Regions from separate parts of the Capra hircus genome. Here region 2 is linked to region 1. A link is a contact called in public Hi-C data. All regions are on one chromosome and are shown on one strand. The core of a region is the stretch at or near the end of the contact, and the rest is flanking DNA. Distances in the headings are between cores, read along the strand shown. Region 1 overlaps GRM5 (metabotropic glutamate receptor 5). Region 2 has its middle 9.5 kb from the start of TRNAE-UUC.

Evidence for each region. Hi-C and Micro-C count contacts between places; a contact is called where the count stands out from the background.
Region 2: a contact with region 1 is called in a Hi-C map of blood, with 3 times the contacts expected there. The contact joins two enhancer-like sites. A contact is called at or near these places in 3 of 5 Hi-C or Micro-C datasets (blood and liver).

Annotation. Positions count from the first base shown.
Region 1 is chr29:6,574,767-6,581,533 of ARS1.2, forward strand. The region is part of intron 8 of GRM5 (metabotropic glutamate receptor 5); the gene reads left to right. Among named protein-coding and RNA genes, the nearest start is that of CTSC, 230 kb to the right of the region's middle. Within about 2 kb of position 3,610, at least 1 of the 5 cell types and tissues checked has an H3K27ac peak or open chromatin away from gene starts, as enhancers often do.
Region 2 is chr29:6,880,805-6,887,571 of ARS1.2, forward strand. No RefSeq gene overlaps it. Among named protein-coding and RNA genes, the nearest start is that of TRNAE-UUC, 9.5 kb to the left of the region's middle. Within about 2 kb of position 3,722, at least 1 of the 5 cell types and tissues checked has an H3K27ac peak or open chromatin away from gene starts, as enhancers often do.

The DNA of each region.
Region 1 (6,767 bases), core at 2,360-4,859:
CACAAGGGTCCTTATTGGAACTGGTGGTAAAGCACCTGCCTACCAACGCAGGAGGCACAAGAGATGCTGGTTCGATCCCTGGGTCAGGAAGATCCCCTGGAGGAGGGCATGGCAACCCACTCCAGTACTCTTGCCTGGAGAATCCCATGGTCAGAGGAGCCTGGCGGGCTACAGTCCACAGGGCTGTGAAGGGTCGGGCATGACTGAGTACACAGGCTTACAAGAGGAAGGCAGGGATATCAGAGTCAGAGAGAGCCGAAGATGCTGACTTAGAGGATGGAGGAAGGGCCTAGAGGGCAAGGCAGCCTCCAGAAGCTGGAAAGGCAAGGATCATCCTCAGGAGGAATGAGGTCCTCATGATTTTAGCTTAATGGAAGCCATTTTGGACTCCTGATCTATAGAACTGTAAGATAATAAATGTACGTCATTAAGTTTGTGGTCATTCATTATAGAAGCAAGAGAAAACACACAGCTTCTGTAAGATCGGGGGCACAAACACCCCAAAAAAGATACCCGGATTCAACCAGACGAGAGGAGGTTTTCATCTTTACACAGAACTCCTGTGTGGTTCCCTCCATGACATTCTCCAAGGTTTTATTCTGGTTCAGTATGAGACACACACACACACACACACACGCACACAACTAGAGATCACCGAGACAAGACCATTTTCTTATTCATCCCTAGGTCGAGTTATTCAATCCCCAGGTTTCTCATCATCCCTAGCAGAAACTCGGTAAATTGTTGCTGTGGTCTCAGAGGAAATAAAAGGAAATCAAGCCCTACTGAGCTCTGACTTTGCTCCTCCGAGTATCCACCAGGCCCACTGTGCTACCCTTCCATCTCAGCCTCTCCCAAGGTTATGTCCTGTCCATGGTACTCCAGATCCCAGTGGAGTCCTGGTCAGTAGCTGAGGGGAGCGGGGCCAACTTGACTCACTGGGGTGAGCCTGGCACCACGGACAGTGTACTCCAACCCAGACAGACACACGGTGACATTGCGGGGGCATCTGAGGGAAATGAGAGGGGGACCTGAGTCCAGAGTGACCACGGACACATCTCGCAGGGACTCTCCCGCCACCGGGCACAGCCAAGTGTGCAGCCCCTCACTGGAAGGCTGGGGCCCAGGCGAAGCAGGCTCTGCTCCTCTGGGCACACAGCTGGCGGCTGCCAGGGCAGCACGTGGAGAACCAAGCATTTCAGCCTGCAAGCGGACCAGCAAGCGCTTTTCCCTTTCGATACTTCACTAATAAAAATCTAAGGAAAAATCAATTCTAACCTCCACTCACAACTGGAGTTTAACTCCAGGATTTGTTTTAATCTAAAGGATGTTTGCAATATCTGGTGATACTTGAGAAAAACTGAGCACACTGACTTCAGTGGAGACCTTGCAAAGACACCTGGGCAGAATGCTAATGTGCCGAACGGGAGCCTAGCGGACACGGACTTTGGGCGTCTGGCCTGTCTCTTTCACCTTCAAACTCCAGATCCCTGCATCAAGGCACAGGTTATCTAATTTCCCCTTGGACATTTCCAGAGGCTTCCGTTTAATTGTATTCACTGTGCAGACACTGCTTTGTGACTGCTTCTCCGGGGAGAACCGTGCCAGACAGAGCGCAAGCTAGCAGACAGCCTCTAAACTCCAGGGCGTCTCTAACCGTCCTGAGAGATGCTGGTGAAGGACCAGACTCTGGGTGTCAGCTGCTTACAGACGGCCCCCTTCTCTCCTTCTTTCTCACCCTGCAACCTTCATCCCTACCCCCCGCAGTCAGCGGACCAGGTCCTTCACCTGCACTGGGTGCCAGGAGGGCTTCTGGGCATCTAAGAAGAGACAGCATGTTTCTGCTGTAGGAGTTCTCACCTTGTATACCAGGGAAAAGGAACCGCCACCATGGGCTCGTACAAAGAGCCTGATGCACAGAGCCGGACACTAACTCTTGTGGAAGCACTGCTAACAGCAGATGTTCTGACCCCTGGCTATACCAACTGAAGGAGATTCCTCATACTAACGTGCTCGTTTCCTCGTCATCGCTGCTATCATATTTCTATACCCACAAAAATAATATAACATATAAAAGCTGGGGGAAAATCAACATTATTTCCTAGCACACGAATGCCAGATTTTTATAACATGCCTATTCTTCTCACACATCACAGAGGAGCCTTGCCCAAATATTCTCCTGCCGCTCACTTTTCCACCAGAGATGCCTTTCAAATCCAATAGGTCATGTTACCCGTGTTGAGTCTTCAGGAATCAAACTGACTACCATCAAGACCTTCCGTTTACTGAGGATGCACCAACCGCCCATGAGTGCAATTTATTTCATCCAGTATGGTCCTTACAGCAACCCTGTTCAGGAGGGTAGGCATGCCCACTATGCTGATGAGGCTTAGAGAGAGAAAGACACTTGCCCACCAGGGTGAGCGGCTACCGCAGGGTTTGAACGCAGTTGCTGCACTTAAGAACTCCAGCCCTAACACACCCCAAAATGCAAGGCTTTCTCTAAAGCCTGAGAAGCCAGTCTGCTGTGTCACATGCTTAGTCCCACTGTTTCTGGAGAGGAACAAAGGACAGTGAAGAGACAGGTCGCAGCCTTCGACTTGAGTGAAAATCGAGTCAGATTCTGTATGCCGCACTTCATGTCTGGGGCCCAGGGCAAGTGAGATGGGGATGTGGATGGGCTGGGAGGGGGTGAGAAAGGATGCTGAGGGCGGGGCCTGGCAGTCACTGCTGCGCCGCGTGAAATCAAGTCCGGAGGCACTCCAGCCCCAGGCTTAAACAGGCAGAACCTAGAGAGGAGAAGGTGCTGTGTAGGATGTGAAAAAAGGCTAATCACCGTGATGACGCTGATGACGACAGCACAGGGCAGGCACTATTATCGGTTCCTCGCAAACATTCATTGACTCCTTGAGACAGCCCCGTGGAGGAGGCAACGTGAGCAGCCTCATTTTATCAATGAGTGAACTGAGAGAGAGAGCCGGAAAGCCCACCGCCCAGGGACAGGTATCTGGAAGGGATCGGAACCTTGAATTCTAATGCACGCAGTCCGTGGCCTTCGCCAGCGGCAATTATAAATGTGAAGACTGTATTTGAAAGGGCAGTCAAGAGTTAGTAGGAGCAGATGAAAGGTCAGGATCGAGAAAGACATTTGAGAATGTGTCACCATCACCGTAATTTTTTTTTTAATTTATTTTTTAGCTGGAGGATAATTGCTTTACAGTGTGTTAGTTTCTGCTGTACAACAATGCAAATCAGTCCCATATATATATTATATGTATAATATATATACATATTCTCTCCCTGTTGAACCTCTCTCCCACCCACCCTCTTTCTGGAAGTCTTAAAGCCCCTGACGAGAGCACCAGTCCCCAACCTTTCTGGCACCAGTGACTAGTTCTGAGGAAGGCAATTTTCCCACAGACGGGGGTAGGGAAATGATTTCATGATGGTTCTCACAAGGAGCACTCAACCTAGCCCCCTCACATGCCCGGTTTACAGGAGGGTCTGAGCTGCTATGAGAATCCAAAGCTGCCGCGCTCTGACAGCAGGTGGCGCTCAGGAGGTGATGCATAAACACAGGTGGGGGTGGCCGCAAACACCAGCAAGGTTCCCTGGCTCACCTCCCGCTGTGCGGCCGGGCTCCTAACAGACCACCCACAGGTCCCAGCCTGTGGCCCCGGGGCTGGGGACCCCTGGTCCAGAGCACTAGTTAATCCAGTTAAGGCCCAGAGCCAATCCGGTTTGGTCATTAAAGCAAACACTCAAGAGAAGGGCATTTCAGAGTCTTGGTGGAAATGTCTGCATAAGGCAGACAGAGCTGACTTGAACGACATTGCTACAAGGAAAGGCAGATTCAGATTAAGTACGTGGTTTCATTTTTCTTAGTTATGATTCATTTGTAAATATAAAATATATATTTATAAACATAAAATTATGTATTATAAATATTTATAAATATAAAAATAAATGATTTACTTTTATATCTTCTAAAGGCAGATTCAGATTAAGTACATGGTTTCATTTTTCTTAGTTATGATTCATTTGTAAATATAAAATATATATTTATAAACATAAAATTATATATTATAAATAATATATTTATAAATGTAAAAATAAATGATTTACTTTTATGATTTCTTTGTTTTCCCATTCTTCAAATGAAGACTATTCCTAAAGTTGTCCATTTAAAAACGTTTGAGATGGTGAAGATTTCTTTTACAAATGGCTAGAAATAGTTGAAATTCACCAGAGATTTCTCTAGCACCTACTCGATGCAAATATTTCAGTCAAATTTTTAGAGTTAAATGTATTCGACATCCTGAATAATTATAACATGTAAGACAGGTAATCAGAGGAAAGTATTATTTTGACCAAGAAATTAAATAATGATTTCATCATTACTTGTGAAAGTGCTAAATGAAAGAACTTGTCAGAAACCAGGTGCAATTATCACTGCCTTAAAAATGGCTCTTTTCACTATTATTTCTGCAACTTGAGACGAGGTGCTAGTTTCAACTTGTTGTTCAGTCATTAAGTCATGTCCAACTCTTTGCAACCCCATGGACTCTAGCACACCAAGCTTCCCTGTCCTTCACTACTTCCTGGAGTTCACTCAAACTCATATCCACTGAGTCGGTGATGCCATCCAACCATCTCATCCTCTGTCGCCCCCTTCTCCCCCTGCCCTCAATCTCTCCCAGCATCAGGGGCTTTTTCAGTGAATCAGCTCTTCACATTAGGTGGCCAGTACTGGAGCTTCTAGCTACTAGGTTTAATACTTAATTCTTATTGCCCCACTGGGAAGTTTGGGATTATTTTGTATATTAAAAAAAAAAAACTTGACACTGAATAAAATGAAGACTTCTCAGAAAAGAAAAGGAGTTACTATCGAAGGCTCTCCTTCCTCTTATACCTCCACTCTAGATGAAACCTATACCTTCAACCTAGCTGCCCAGCCCAGTGTCATTCTTGACTCATCCCTCAGCCATTTTTTCCTACTTGTTTTACTTCATCTTTTGCATGCTTGATGATACTGCTGTAGATCCGGACTCCATCAACTACTGTCTGAACCGCTGACTAAATGTCCTAAATCTCTATGATCTATGTACACCCGTCCCAACAATCTTCCCGGGTGGCTCAGTGGTAAAGAATCAGCCTGCCAATGCAGGAGACACAGGTTCGATGCCTGGGTTGGGAAGACTCTCTGGAGGAAGAAATGGCAACCCACTCTGGTATTCTTGCCTGGAGAATCCCACAAACAGAGGAGCCTGGCAGGCTACCGTCCATGCGGTTGCAGAGAGTTAGACAATTAGTGACTGAGCATGTATGCAACACACTGTCGCAACAGTGTGTTGTCCTAAAGTACACATTTGATCACATCACTCAGCCTTTAAATTGGCAGGCATGCATGTCTTAAAGTATAAACATCAAAAACTCTTGCCCATGGCTCACAAAACCCTTTAAGACCTGGCCCTTGAAGACTTGACCTTCTCAACCTGAGGCCCAGTCCCCAATCTGTTCCACCAATTCCCCCAAAGCTTCCCCCACCCCAACATTGCTCCTCCCAACACATACTGCATATCCTAGCAAGGCCAGACCGCACATAATTCCCCAACACTCCACACTTCAGTCATTCCTTCGTTTGGCATACTCCTGCTGTGTATATTCTATTCTTTCTGCCTCTGCTAAGTTCTGCACTCACCTCTCTCTCTTCCTTTTACCTAGAAAACACCTTCTCACCCTCCAGATTCTCACCCAAATGTCACACCTCCTTAAAAACTGTGTTTGCCCTGGACTTTCTGGATCGCCTCATACGGAACTCTTCTCGTTGTATTACAGTGTCGTTTGTGTGTCCTGCTCCCTGCTAGACTAAGTTTCTTGTAGGCACTGACTTCTGTGTCTCTATCACCAGTAACTAACACAATGCCTTTTTAAACAGATTCACCAGTAAAAATGTGAGGAATAGGCAGCAAAAATTCTCTTCCGTAGTCTCTGGTGAAGACCTAGTTCCTTCCCTAATAGTGAATAAACACTCAATGGTAGTTCATTTTCCAAAAGAGTAAGTCAAGTTTTTAAGTCTCGCTCTACCATTGTCTAATATACTATTTAAATGTACTTCTGTCTTTCACTGGGCATGTAGAAAGCAAATGCTAAGAAGATTTAGATCTGGTGGGTTATAGTGTTATGAACAACATGTTTCAGGTGTTTAATTTTGGGGAAGAGAAATGCTTTGAAATGATTAATTAAATGGCTTGGCTCTGCAATAATTTAAGTATATCTATGGAGCTATAAAAGACTATGTCTGGATGATTTTGATGAATCGCATCTGAAACACTCCCTTTGTATAATGAATTGATATTTTTGAATGCTGTGATTACAGTGGATTTTAATTTGCATGTAATGTTAGTAGTCTCATTTGTTACTGCTTGAATTTGATTAAAATGTTTTTGATTAACTGATATAAATTATTGGGTGGTGGGGTAAATAGCATTTTTGTCAAAATTCTGTATCCAGAAATCTTCCTTTTATTTGCATTAGCCCTGTGTGGTTTAAGTACATCATATATATCTGGGCATGCAAGTCATCTCTCTTGTAGAACATACCAGAAAAAGAGTGTGTCTCAGGCATACACCTGTGAGTTACCAATTCCTTCTCGTCCCTTAAATCTATTCCCTTGGTAAAGATGGAATGGCCTTTTCTCTAACTTCTTGGCGAAAATAAGCTCTCTACCTTTCCTGAGTCGTTTGGTCCCACCTTCCCTCCACAAT
Region 2 (6,767 bases), core at 2,472-4,971, 310 kb after region 1:
TTTGCCTTGATGTACCTCTGTGCTTGTTTCGAAACCACCTGGGATTGGACAGATATGTTTTGCAGCTGTTCTTAAAGAGACATGCAGTGATCACAGAACTGCCTGCACAAGTAAGGCCTGGAGGTGTCTGCAAGTTACTTTTGGTGACTACCATGCTAGGATCTCCCCTCAAGGTGGTTTTTGTATTCTGTTAGGCACAATCCGTGCTGTGTGCAAAGAAGCCTGGAAGACTGTGCATGCCCCAGCTGCCCCAGGCTGCCCCTGAAAATCTCTGCCCCTTTGCTTGAGCCCTGCCTCCTACACCTTTAAAATTCCCTTTCTCCCCTCCCTTTGGGAATAAGGTGTTTTCAGAGCACAGCTCTCGCTTCTCCAATCCTAGTTCAATGATGACATTTCTGCTCTGCCATATGGAGCCCGGTTTTGTTTGATTGGCATTTACGACTTCCAGCAAAGGACCCACTGAGGGGTCACATCTCTTTGCTCTTGTTGTTCCATTGCCAAGTCATGTCTGACTCTTTGCAACCACATGGACTGCAGCACGCCAGGCTTCCCTGCCCATCACCAGCTCCTGGAGTTTGCTCAAACTCATGTTCCTTGAGTCGGTGATGCCATCCAACCATCTCATCCTCTGTCACCCCTTTCTCCTCCTGACCTCAGTCTTTCCCAGCATCAGAATCTTCCAGTGGGTCAGCTCTTTGCATTAGGTGGTCAAAGTATTGGAGCTTCAGCTTCAGCATCAATCCTTCCAATGAATCTTCAGGGTTGATTTCTTTTAGGATGGACTAGTTTCATCTTGCTAGCCAAGGGACTCTTACGTATCCCTTGGGGATCAATAATAATATCCTCTGGGGGAGACACAAGTGGCCACTGGGAGCCCAGTGGGAGGCCACTGCAGTCTTCAGGCCAGGACTCATCGCCAGTGTGACCCCTGTCTGTCCTCTGCCCCATCCCCACTGTCCAGCACCCCCTAAGAGCAGCCTGGTGCCTCAGGAGCAAGGCCGAGAGGATAGCAGGAGGACCGAGCTCTAGACAGCGGTGTTCCCCTGCCTCTTGCTGGCTTGCTATTCACATCTCCCCTTGAGTTAAGGTCAGAAATCTGAGGCTTGATCTCAGATCAGACCCAGCAGATTTCTCTCCAGTGGCAGCAAGAGTTGCTAAGGAAAAAAGACAGTAGGGACTTCAGCCCTTCCCCCAGCCCCCCAGGTCTCAGGAAAGGAACTCTTCTCCAGGCTGAAGGGCATGGTATCTTACTATAATGGAAACCTGAGCAATTCTCTGGCCTATTAAAAAGCTTTGCCTGCTCCCAGCTGCTCCTTTTTCAGGCTTGCAAACTGTGTGCCAAGTATCGCTGCATTAAGGATTTCCTGTTTATCACCCCCTTGAAGCTTTTAGCAATCCTGTGACAAACTCGGGTTGACTCTGGCCTGCCAGACCCTGTGGAGGTCTCCATCTGGAGTCCAGGCCTTGGCTGAGCTCTCCAGCTTCAAGGCTTGCACTTCTAAGACTCCTGGCCCTTTGATTTTCTGGTGATGCAGAATCCTCTGTGGTCCCTGGAAAATAAGCTGTCTCATATAGGGGCCTCTTCTCTCCTTCCTACCTCTGTGCTCAATTCCTACCCATCCTTCAAAACTCAGCCCAAACTCAGGCCCTGTGTACCTGGGGTGCATGCTCAGTCCCTCAGTCACGTCCAGCTCTTCACAGCTCCATGGACTGAACCCCGCCAGGCTCCCCTGTCCAAGGAATTTTCTAGGCAAGAAGAATACAGGAGAGGGTTGCCATGTCCTCTTCCATGGATATCTTCCCGACCCAGGGATTGAACCCATGTCTCCTGCATCGGCATGGGGATTTTGACCACTGAGCCAGCCTACGATCTCAATTTGCTTTCACTGGCAGTCTGTGTTTTGACCCCAGTTTTCAGCTGAGTCACACCTAGGTGACTTGAGATGGTAATTCTGTTCTCTTTGGGTGGGCAAATGTATTTTTAACTCTGGGAAGGCATGTAACAAAAATTACAGTACAGACTGTGGCAACACATTTTGTGATATTGTTTTGTATACATTCTAGAAATGCACTGTTCAAAAGGGCGGCCATTCGCCGTAAGTGGCTATTTAAATATAAATTAATTAAATAAAAATTCCATGTCTCAGTTGTTCTAGTCATATTTCAAATGCTCCACAGCCACATGTGACTAGTGGCAACCTTCTTGGACATTACATGTATTAAACATTACTATCATGACAGAAAGTTCTCTTGGATGACACTGTATTCTGGTTCTCCAGAGGGTGAGCTGAATCCTCATCTCATAGACAAGCTAAAGGAGTATATCTCAAAGTCAGGTCCAAAAGGACAAAGTGGGGAAAAAATATTCACCACTTATTACTAAGGGTTAAGCTCCCTACTACATAAAGAGCGTTCAAAAATAAAGTCTTCCCAGGTGGCGCTAGTGGTAAAGAACCTGCCTGCCAGCGCAGGAGATGTAAGAGACACAGGTTCTGTCCCTGGAGGAGGAAGTGGTAACCCACTCCAGTATTCTTGCCTAGAGAACCCCATGGACAGAGGGCTACAGTCCATAGGGTTGCAAAGAGTTGGAGATGACGAAAGCGACTTAGCATGCAGCATGCAATTAAAAAGGAAAAGACCAACTATCCAATAGAAACATAGACAAAGGACATGAACAGACAGTACAGAAACTGACACGGCCTGTAAATATGTGAAAGGACATTCAAATTCACCCAAAGAAAGAGAAAGTCAGCTGAAACTTCCCTGCGGTGCCACTTTCCACAGATCAAAAAAAAAAATCCAACATTTGAAAACAAGGCTGTAAGAATGCTCTTGTGCACGTGCACTCAGTCGTTCAGTTGTGTCCAATTCTTTTCGACCTCATGGACTGTAGCTTGCCAGACAGACCCCATGGAATTTTCCAGGCAAGAATACAGGAGAGGGTTGCCATGGCCTCCTCCAGGGTAGCTTCCCAACCCAGGGATCAAAGCTGCATTTCCTCCATGTCCTGCATTGGTAGGTGGATTCTTTACCACTGAGCTACCTGGGAAGCCCGAGAATACTTTCGGACATGGCCTAATAGAAGCGTTTCTCAAAATGACGAGTGCATATTCTGTGTGACTCAGAAATTACCTCTAAGAATTCATCTTACTGCACATATGTGAAATGAGAGAGGCACATTGCAGCATTGTTCAGAAACAACTCCCCACCCATCACCATTAATAAAGAACTGCTAAACCTAAGTTGGTGACATGTATGTGTAGCTACTTAATAATATGCTGCACAGTTCTCTATATATTGAAGCAGAAAGATTCCCCTAGATAAGTGAAAAAAGCAAATTCAGAACAGTTTGCATACAATGCCACCTTTTCTGTAAAAAAGGAAAAACAAGGAGAGTAGAGCCCAAAAGGTTCTGAATGAGCTTGTCCATGCGTGAAGAAAGCGCTTAAGAACCTCACTTAACTTGGTGCCAGAGCAGAAGAGCGAAGCTTTCGCCAGACACCAACTTGGACTGTTTAATTTTTGGAACTGGGCGATTCTGTATCATCTCTTATGATTACTAAATTGATCTTTTAAAAAGAACCTGATTCTGCTTTGGTGACTGAGCCACCAGATCAATGACGATGCCCATCAAGGAAGGAGCGCGCTGACCCTCTGCAGAGTTCCAGTCCAGCAGAGGCCCTGCCCCTCCACGCTGTGGGCAAGCTCCGCCCAGGGTTCCCACGCATCCTGCCTCCTCCTCGGGTCTGCTCACACAGCGCTGGATCCAGGGGCCCTGGAGTCCTGCCCTTCTCGGCTTGGAGAAGGGCTAAGACCAGAGGAATGTGTCCGTCTGCGCCCCTTCTCGCTCCGCGCCTGGCAACCCTCAGAGGGCGGCCCCGTGGAGGCCCAGACTCACCTTCCCACGCAGTGTCCGCGTGGCAGGTCCACGCAGTGCCTGTGGTCCGTGGCAGGCGGCTATGGCACAGAAGTTGGGAGCAGTCTCCCGGTCCTCATTAGGGACGTTCTTCGATGGAGAAGTTGTTGAGAGCAGACAGGGTCTGGCGGGGCCCCAGGCGCTCCTTCCATCCAGCGAGGAGCCCTCACTCTTGGGGTGTCCGGCGCCTACGGGTCTTGGTGGATGCCCCGTGCTCCTGGAAGCAGCCTTCTTTCTCGATAGATGCCTAGTTGATGGTGGCAGCGGGACCCACTGTCAGCTCGCGTGGGGCAGCCCAGGGCCGCAGGGCCTGCAGGAGGGGTGCAGGAGAGGGCAGGGCCTGTCCCTGAGGAGCCCCCATCGCCGCATCCCGGGCCGGGCTCTGCGTCCCTCCGCGGCCGCCCTCCTCGCCAGCTTCCGCCTCCTGTGCTTCCAGTTAGGGCAGGACCAGCCCGGCGTCGGGCTCCAGCAGCTTCTTAACCACATCACTTGGAAATAAATACAGGCCAGCCTTGTAGATAACGACACAGAATTTTCTCAGGAAAATTACAGACTTGCCCAAGATCACAGGCTAATTTAAGACAAAATCTTGCTTAAGAATTTAAGGCAGGGTTCTTCGGAGAAGCAGAATCAAAGATTGCTGGTTTCGGACACTGGGTGGCTTTCTTGTGCCCTGAGCAGCCTCTGGTCTTCTGGTCCCTCAGTGTGGTCCGGCCGCAGACCCCATCGGAGCAGCCGGATACAGACGGATCCACGGCCAGGGAGAACAGGACCGAGGGTTTGCACACGTGCCATGCCGGGCTCCAGAGTAGATTTCCGGTTGCTGACATTTCAAACATCTTACCTATTGTCGCTGCGTGCCCTTTCAGTTCTCCATCCGTTCATCCATCCATCGTCATCACTGTCATTAACATCATGGCTACTAATATTGAGCATCTGTTTTGTCTGCTGGGATAGAAAGTCATAAAGTCAAACAAGCGTCTCTGCTTTTAAGGAGCTCACAGTCCAGAGGAAGAGATGGGTATATAAACAAATAACTGCATTATAAAATGGGTTTTACTCTGGGATTCTGAGAGTATCTTATAAATGGAACATGCAACTAGTGTTACCCAACTGAGCAGAGTTTGGTTGCTTCCCCCGCCCCCACCCCACCGCACCCCACAACTGGAGACATCTGTCTTTTGTAGGGAGAAAAAGGTTTTATTACATGGGGGTCAAGCAAGGAGACAGGAAGCAAGAACTCCCAAATCTGTCTCCCAGATGGCAAGATGAGGTGAGTATTTAAGGATTGGGTTCTAGGGCTGTGAAGAAAAAGGGAGGGCGTGGTGGTCATAAAGGTTAAGGAAGTGATAAGTTTTTCTTGTTGTTATTGTTGTTTAACTTTTTATTTTATATTGGAGTATTGTTCATTAACAATGCTGCATTAGTTTCAGTAAACAGTAAAGCGATTCAGTTATAAATACACATGTATCTATTGTTTTTCAAATTCTTTTCTCATTTAGGTTGTTACACAATACTGAGTAGAGTTTGCTGAGCTATACAGTAGGTCCTTGTTGATTATCCATTTTAAACATAAAAGTGTGCATCTGTCCATCCCAGGCTCCCTAACTATCCTGTCCCCCCTCATCACTGTTCTCTAAGTCTGTGAGTCTGTTGCTATTTTGTACATAAGTTCATTTGTATCATTTTTAAAAAGATTCTACATGGAAGTGATATCATAGGATATTATTCTTTCTCTGTCTGAGTTACTGCACTCAGTATGGTGATCCCTAGGTCCATCCATGTTGCTGAAAATGGCATTATTTCATTCTTTTTTAATGGCTGAGTAGTATTCCATTGTATTTGTGTACCACGTTGTTTTTCACACATTCGTCTGTCCATGGACATTTAGCTTGCTTCCCTGTTTTAGCTGTTGTAAATAGTGCTGCAATGAATATTGGGATGCCTGTATCCTTTCAGACCATGTTTTTCTCCAGGTACATGCCCAGGAGTGGGGTTGTGGGGCCATATGGTAGCTCCATTTTTAGCTTTTTAAGGCACCTCCATACTGTTTTCCACAAGTGCTAAGATCTCATGCACAGGTCCAACCAGACTTCCTGTGTCTTCGTGTGCAAATTCCAAGTGTGTTGGTATGAGGCATGAGGCAGAAAGTTGGGCTGTGCTATTGTTACCAACCAGGATTCTTGGCCTCCCTCCATAATCAATAGAAATTGATCAGAGGCCAGACAAGAAATTCAAGCAAGGCTTTGTTGAGGCCTCTGCTTCAGTGGTGGAGCAAGAACAAACATGTTCCCTTGCTTGCCCGCTCACTCTTTAAGGGGTGGACAGATAGCTGGTTCCTTTGTGGGCCCCTCTATCAAGGTCACAAGTGTGGAGCCTTGTACCAAGGTCACAGATGTGTTGGAGCCCTGTACCCAGGTTCCGGACAAAAACCTCCAGAACTGACAGAGCCGCAGAGCAACTGTTGCCACGAGCCCTGCCCTGACCTAAACTGGCCACTCCCCAACTCCATACTGGGTGAAATATCCACTGTATAGCATCCTAATCAATCACCTGATGCTGCCTTGCTAGAAGGAATTTTCCTTGTCTTGAGGCTATAAAAAGTGGCTGCTACTGCTGCTGCTGCTAAGTCGCTTCAGTCGTGTCTGACTCTGTGTGACCCCATAGACGGCAGCCCACCAGGCTCCCCCGTCCCTGGGATTCTCCAGGCAAGAACACTGGAGCAGGCTGCCATTTCCTTCTCCAATGCATGAAAGTGAAAAGTGGAAGTGAAGTCACTCAGTCGTGTCTGACTCTGTGCTACCAACCCACAAAAGGGGTCAGCTTTCCCTGGTCTGTCAGGAGGTCAGCC